Linked DNA regions of Mus musculus: region 2 is linked to region 1. A link is a contact called in public promoter capture Hi-C data. All regions are on one chromosome and are shown on one strand. Each heading gives the region's core, a stretch centred on a gene start, on an enhancer-like site or on the middle of the called end of the contact. The rest is flanking DNA. Distances are from core to core; before and after follow the strand shown.

Region 1 (3,352 bases), core at 545-3,044:
AGGACTTGCTACCCCCGATGTGGGTCCTGAGGCCTGGAGGAAACAGCAGGCACATTAATGGCACATTAATGGCACACTTGCTTCCTCTTGCCTTCGTCACGAAATAGCTCACAAAAGAGTCCTGGGTCATGTTCCAGAGGGTCTTTTCTTGGACCTCAGGTCCATGGGTGGAGACCGAGATGCAGTGTTCTGGCAAGAAGGCTGTGCTAAGCTCTCCCTAGTGTATGAGCATTTCATCATGTCTTGGTCTTCTGGTCAGACAGATGCATGGATGCTCTTAAAGCTCTTGTCTTTGTTTCTTTGTGTTATCATCTATGAAGTCACCATGTCACATAAAACTGACCTCACACCAATGTTTCACGCACACCTGCCTCACGGGCATCTTGGCCATGTGCTTTGTCATGGTAAAGAAAAACTTTTCTCTCCTGCCAAGACCAAGTGGTCTACTTGGTCCACTCTCTGAGATCACATGCATTAGATTTCAAAGTTGCCAATTTACTTCAATATAAAAATGATTGTGGGTGCAGAAACTGACAAGCTAATTCTAAAGTTCATATGGAAATACAAGGAACTCAGCAGAGACAAGATAATCTCTAATAAGAAGACCATGGGCTGGAGAGATGGCTCTGGGGCTAAGAACTCTGCTGTTCTTGCCTAGGACCTAAATTAAGTTCCCAGCACCCACATCAGGCAGCTCACAACTGCCTGTGATCTCAGATCCAGGGGATCAAGTGTCCTCCTGCGGCCTCTACAGGTACCCAACAAACTCACAAATAAAAATAAAAAAGTAAGAACACAGTTAGACAATGTAGACTTCCCAACGGCAAATTGATCACAGAGCTTTGGTAATTAAATGGAGACTGTGGTGCAGGTGTGAGCACAGGCTTATAGATCGTGGCGGTCAGTTTTATATGCCACCCTGGCGAGACTTCTGATATTGTCAGACACTAACCTAAGCGGTGTTATGGATTTGTTTTGTAGATGTCATTAAAGTGTATGACCAATTGAATTAAAGCAAAGACGAGCACCATAGGCTATCGGAGGGCTTGAATCAGTCATCCGAAGGGAGACTCAAAGCTCCCTTGAAGAGGAAGAAATTCTTCCTGTTAACAGTAGCTTGACATCTGCGTTAGGGCTGTCGTCTGTCCTTCCAGACAATTTTGACTTTACTACAATTTTGCAAGCCAATCCCGTTTATATATGTTAATTCTCCCCCCTCCTTACTCCCCTTCTCTCTGTGTGTGATTTCTCCCTTAGGTCTGTTTTCTGACTAAGACAAGACTAATAGAATGGCACCAAGAACAGAGCCTGCGAGCAGATCATCATATTCTTACATCTGTGACCTCCAGCTGATTTCTGACAGGTATACGAGGAAAGACTGTTTTCAACATGACATAAATATGCCAAAGACTGGGGTTGTACCTCTGCTGCACACTGACATACAGAAGTCAATCAGAGGGATCAGGACACGCATGTAAAAGCTAAAACTATACAGTCTGAAGAGAAAACACGGAGGTAACTGTGGCCTTGGGTTGAGCAATGGTTCCTTATATAGGAAGCTAAAGTATAAGTCACAGATAGGACATGGTAGTTCATGGGGTGGGGGAGGCTTCCCCCAGAGAATGGGAGAGCATATTTTCAATCTATTATCTATCTTCCAATAGAGCTTTATCGTCCACACCATGTAAAAGGTGGCTATAAGCCAAGCACTTCTCTGAAAGCTGTACTCTCTAGCACCAACACTGCATGTTCTCTGTGCTCGGTCCAGCACCACCTACAGTGTGTAGCCCAGCTCTGCAGTTCTCACCGGCTTCATTCACAGCTGTTAATCCACATTATGTGCCAGGCTCCATGCTCACTCTTGTGGTGAACAAAGACAAAACCCAAACAGCTACAGAGCAGCATGATGTGTGCCAGAGTGGACTTGTCTGTGAGAACAGGGGTGGCCCAACAGACATGCCCGCGACATGGAGCTGGCCAAGAATGGCTTAGTGAGGATCACTTTAGTCAAAGCTTAAGGCTAGGCAGGAATCTATGATTCTCTCTGTCACTGTCTCTGTCTCTCTCTGTCTCTCTTTGTCAATCTCTGTCTCTCTCTGTCAATCTCTGTCTCTCTCTGTCTCTGTCTCTCTCTGTCTCTCTGTCTCTGTCTCTGTCTCTCTCTCTCGTGTGTGTGTGTGTGTGTGTGTGTGTGTGTGTGTGTGTGTGTGTAGGAGAACTTGACTCAGAAGAAGCTAGGGACAGGCGTCCAGGTGTCACATCTGCAGAGTGCTGGAGCTGGTGCCATTTCCATTGTAAGCCAGCTGAGAATCACTAGTTCCAGGGCTCCCAAGAAACAGCAGAGGGTTGAAGCAGATACTGTTAAGAGCTCCCTTCCTTGGACTGAATGGAAACCTGTTCTGTTATAGTTTGTAACAAACAGACTGCACTTGGCAATGAGTCCTGGCCTTTCTATCCATCATGATGATTCTCTTGCTGTTAAGCAGACATTTTCTGAGTGTCCCTTAAAGCTAACAGTGGCCGAATGGTCTTTAGCAGGAAGGTTTCTCCTCTACTGATGAAAGAGAGAAGTGGCTGGCACTGGCTTCCCCTTTCCTCCTGTCTCTTGACCTTGAACATGATTTTCTAGAAATACCACAAAATAAACAACTGAACAAAACAACATGAAACACTGAGAGCCAATATGGTAAGAAGGCAGGACAGAAAAGATAGAACTTTTCTGGTGTCTTCGGTACATCACAGAGCACATGTCAAAAACACAAAACACACTCATGGAGAACTTCCCTCCATGCAATAACTTGAGTTATATCTGAAGCTGTCCTAGCAGGCATGGCTGTATGGCACAGAACACTTCCAGCCAAACGCAGAGCAGGGGCTTCTCTTCTCGTCCTCAGAACTCATTCGTCCTCAGCCGTTCTCAATCTACTACACACATTTCATCCGAACTCCTGGAAAATCCCACACCACAAGAGTCAGCATGTCATTCTACAGAATGAAACAAATGAGCAAACAAACGAACTTGAATAACACCATTAAATAAGAAACTTACTTAAAGTATCTCCATTGGTTATTCTGGAATAAACTGTCTCCTGGACTTATCCCTAGTGGCTGTTTTGAAAACCTAAGGCCTTTATTATTTTCTGAAAGCATTAAAAAAAAAAAGATATCTGCCCTGTTAGTGATTAAAATCAACTTGAGTTGGGAGGCACGTATGAAAGGACAGATTTAGTCATTCTAATTAGGTGATTGGTTGCCCTCTAGTGGTAGGAAATGGTAATAGTGTTGTTATGCCAATGTGGGTTGATTTGATTGTGTTCATGCAATTGTTTATTGAACAGCTTATTCTATGCCA
Region 2 (3,352 bases), core at 404-2,903, 140 kb before region 1:
ACAATCTGAGTAACAGAACAAAACATGTAACTTTTAAAACATTCTTTTTAAAAACAAGAGGGACTAAGCTCTAGGAACTGCGCATGCTCCCACAGCAGGAACCAGAGAAGGGTAAGAAGTGGGACGTGCTCAGTGCTTTGCTAGTGATGATGGCAGCCACAATGCCCTTGTCCTGTGCCCTCTGGAGTGGGCTGGCCTTAGGGTCCAGGCAGCAGGGCACTGGAGTGTGTGGAGAGACAGACAGCTCTGCCGGCTCCTACTTCCTCCTCGGGCTAACCTCCAGGCAGAAGTTGGCTTTGTGGGGTTCCTGTAGATCTGCCAACCCATGGCACACCAGGGACACGGAGGAGGATGCTGGCCAAATCCTGTATAAGAAGCCATCTCCTCACGCCCTCCTCAGCCTCGGGGGCTGGACTGAAGGGAGCCCTTTATCTGATTTTATGCTGTTATGCTCCAGCCAAGGAAAAGCAATAGCAAGTTAGGAAAAGCAACTTTTGCTTCACACAGGAGAAAGGAAAAGACTTTTCCAAGTTGCTGACTGGGCATGAAGGTTAGCCAAGGCTAACCATCCTTAAATAATACTTCCATTGGAAATTTTTTCATTTACCGATGGTTTTAAGGAGTTTAAATAGTTGTGATTTTATCTGTCTCATGCTATATACATTATTGCTTTGTCAAAGAGGTCTAATGTCACTGCTATACAAATGTCAGATAAACTATATGCCATGTGCTAATACGACTCATGTGCAAAGCACACTCGGCAGCGGACATGCCTACTACATGCTGATACACATTTAAAAGGTGTTCTCAAAGAGGCCTCGGCTGCTCCTTGTGAGCCTAGACAGACACTGTTCCTTTTAAATAAATACCGTGTGTATACATAGAGTCTCAGATGAATAATCACACATACAGGATGTTCGGAAACAAACACACTCAAGAATTGGTTTTTCTGAACCAATAAAGGCTCTCTGAAGAAATGCTTGGATGTTACTGCCCTTCTCTCCCAGGAAAGGGAAAGGCGGATATAACCTCCTATCATTTCTTTGGAACCGTAGACAATTTCCCAGTGCTTCCTCCCAGCCTCACACCGCCCTGAGCTCCAACAGGTTTTTGTTTTAAGGTGAACCAGGTTTCTGGCTCTTCCCTGCGGAGAAGTTACTTTCAAGTCAGTGAAAGTTCTTGGCCCATGATTAAAAGTCTTTGCCAATTAGTACTCAACAACTTCAATTCGGTTTTTTCTGGTTCAAGATGAGCAGGAGCCTAATAAGGCTGTGATAAAAGGGCAAAAGGCACCGAGAGCCAAAAGCGGATTAATGAGCCCCTCCATGTATTTGTCTTCCTAACAGCTGAACTGTTACAACTATTGACACTCTTCAAAAGGTTCCGCTCTGAACCCTGTCCAGGCACTGCAGGCTCCAATGGACATCTTCAAATCCAGAGAATGGAGGAGCAAGAGCTTCCCCTGTGTGATGCCAAAACCAACAAAGCCCCACGGATCAGGTAATGAAACTTCAGCTTTCCCCCCTTTGAGATTTATTTACTGGCAGCTGACAAGGGGCAAATTCAGCTCGAATTGTGCAGTCAAGGCCCTGTCAAGCTTTTAGAGGCACCCTTGACTTGAAGCACCATCATGACTGGCATTTCACTCAAAAGCCCTCGGCACTGGTCCTTAACCGCTTATGACATCACAAAGGACACTCCGGACAGATGCCTACATGGCATCCTGCAGCATTTTAAAAGAGAATTAGTGGTTTTAATTATGGTCGTGGTATGAAAGGGAGCCATGCAAGCTCCACGGGAGACCTTTGATCAGACCCTTTTGCTAGTACAATGCCACGGAACTGTGACTATTCCTGGTAAGGGGCCTTTTCTTGCTGAATGACTCACCAGTGATCTTTGAATGCAGACAAGCTTCTAGCCCTCCCTCTTCATTAGTGAGCATTTCTATACAGGGGCCTATATAGTGCTCGGAGTCTAGGAGCTATACAATCAGGGGCAAAGAATCCCTACAGATTCTGGCCTCTACTTAGGAAGTGCTGAAGGACTCTGAGTGACTTTATTCATTAAAACAGGTTGCTATTAATTAACTGTCATAATAAAATAAAGAGCTATTATTATCTGCATTTCTTGCTACGTTCTCTTTAGTAATATGTATAAAAGATGCCTGAAACAGAAATGAATTTATTGAACGACGTCCTCACCCCCACTCTCGCCCATGCCCCTTTGTTCATCTGGGCAGCTACTTCCTAATTACTAGGTCTAGATCTGTGAATCCAAAGAGAAGGACAACATAAATATGAAATTAATTAAGGACATATAAAATGCCCTTTTAATTTGCCCATTTCTGCAACAGAAATGAGAGAACTTGAAGTTAGCTTTCCTTTTCATGGGCTGCAGAACTAAGATGATAAAACTCAAAGTTAAAAATAAAAAACCAGGTACTTGGTATATAGTATAAAACTTAAGACTAAAATAGTTATAGTTAACAAGGGAAAAAGGAATTGTAATGAGGTATATAACAAGAATTGTTTTTCAGAAACTATCTCACTTGCAGGAAATAGAAAATGACTTTGGTCTGCAATATTTCTTAAGAATTTACCCTTGGATCCCAATAAGCATGGAGACATGTCTCCAATGTCTGTGGAGACAGTTCCTTCTCAGCTAGAACCTACAGTCAGTTGCTCTGAGGACTACAGATGTTTTTGCATGCTTCTCATGGAAATGCTAATTTGGCAACGTGAGATAAACAGGATTTTGCATAAGGCCTGCATTTCAGCCATTAGCTCGTTTCTGCTGCACGTGACACTGATATCCAGGAGATAAATGAGATTTCTACTTTTTTGATGCAGCTTCTGTACTTGAAGGAAAAATTCTTGGACTTCAGAAACTTTGGGAGCAGAGCGGTAAGCAGGGCTACCACACTTTGCTGGCTCAGACCTTTTTTATATTTCTTAGACTTTGCAGTTCTCTTCTTAGATGCTTGAGAGCAGCTATAATGTCTGCTCGCTGTGGATCATTTTGTGCTTTCTGAGTGTAGAGATGAAAATGTCTGATGGCTTCAGACAGCAGGACTTCAGGGTCTATGCCGGTCCCTGGAAGGCGTAACATGCGCTCACAGGCAATGGCATAGTTCTTGTGCCAATTCACTGGGTGTTCCTCTTGCAAGTACACAATCTCCTTATAAAGCTAGAAGACAGCAAATGTTGGGATTCCATTGTTATCTTGGTGAATTTCCTCATTTCAACACCAGAAAATAGAGAAGAATTAATAACACAAGGAAAAAAAAATCCAAGCAGCCTACAGTAAAAATCTAATCATTGCCAGGCCATGCAGAAAATGCAGGGATGCTACG

Evidence for each region. Capture Hi-C pulls out chosen DNA fragments and counts their contacts.
Region 2: a promoter capture Hi-C map of pancreatic islet shows a contact between it and region 1. The contact joins two enhancer-like sites. A contact is called at or near these places in 1 of 39 promoter capture datasets (hematopoietic stem and progenitor cells), 8 of 484 Hi-C or Micro-C datasets (the CH12 cell line, the G1E-ER4 cell line, bone marrow-derived macrophages and 3 more), 3 of 115 datasets of contacts at active chromatin or transcription factors (embryonic midbrain and embryonic stem cells) and 4 of 9 other capture datasets (adipose tissue, embryonic stem cells, liver and 1 more).

Annotation. Positions count from the first base shown.
Region 1 is chr14:48,370,428-48,373,779 of GRCm38.p6, reverse strand. No RefSeq gene overlaps it. Among named protein-coding and RNA genes, the nearest start is that of Tmem260, 74 kb to the left of the region's middle. Within about 2 kb of position 1,794, at least 16 of the 459 cell types and tissues checked have an H3K27ac peak or open chromatin away from gene starts, as enhancers often do.
Region 2 is chr14:48,511,737-48,515,088 of GRCm38.p6, reverse strand. Tmem260 (transmembrane protein 260) reads right to left here. Exons shown (of 16, transcript NM_172600.4): 16 at 1-3,186. The coding sequence ends at 2,932. Among named protein-coding and RNA genes, the nearest start is that of 4930572G02Rik, 47 kb to the left of the region's middle. Within about 2 kb of position 1,653, at least 15 of the 459 cell types and tissues checked have an H3K27ac peak or open chromatin away from gene starts, as enhancers often do.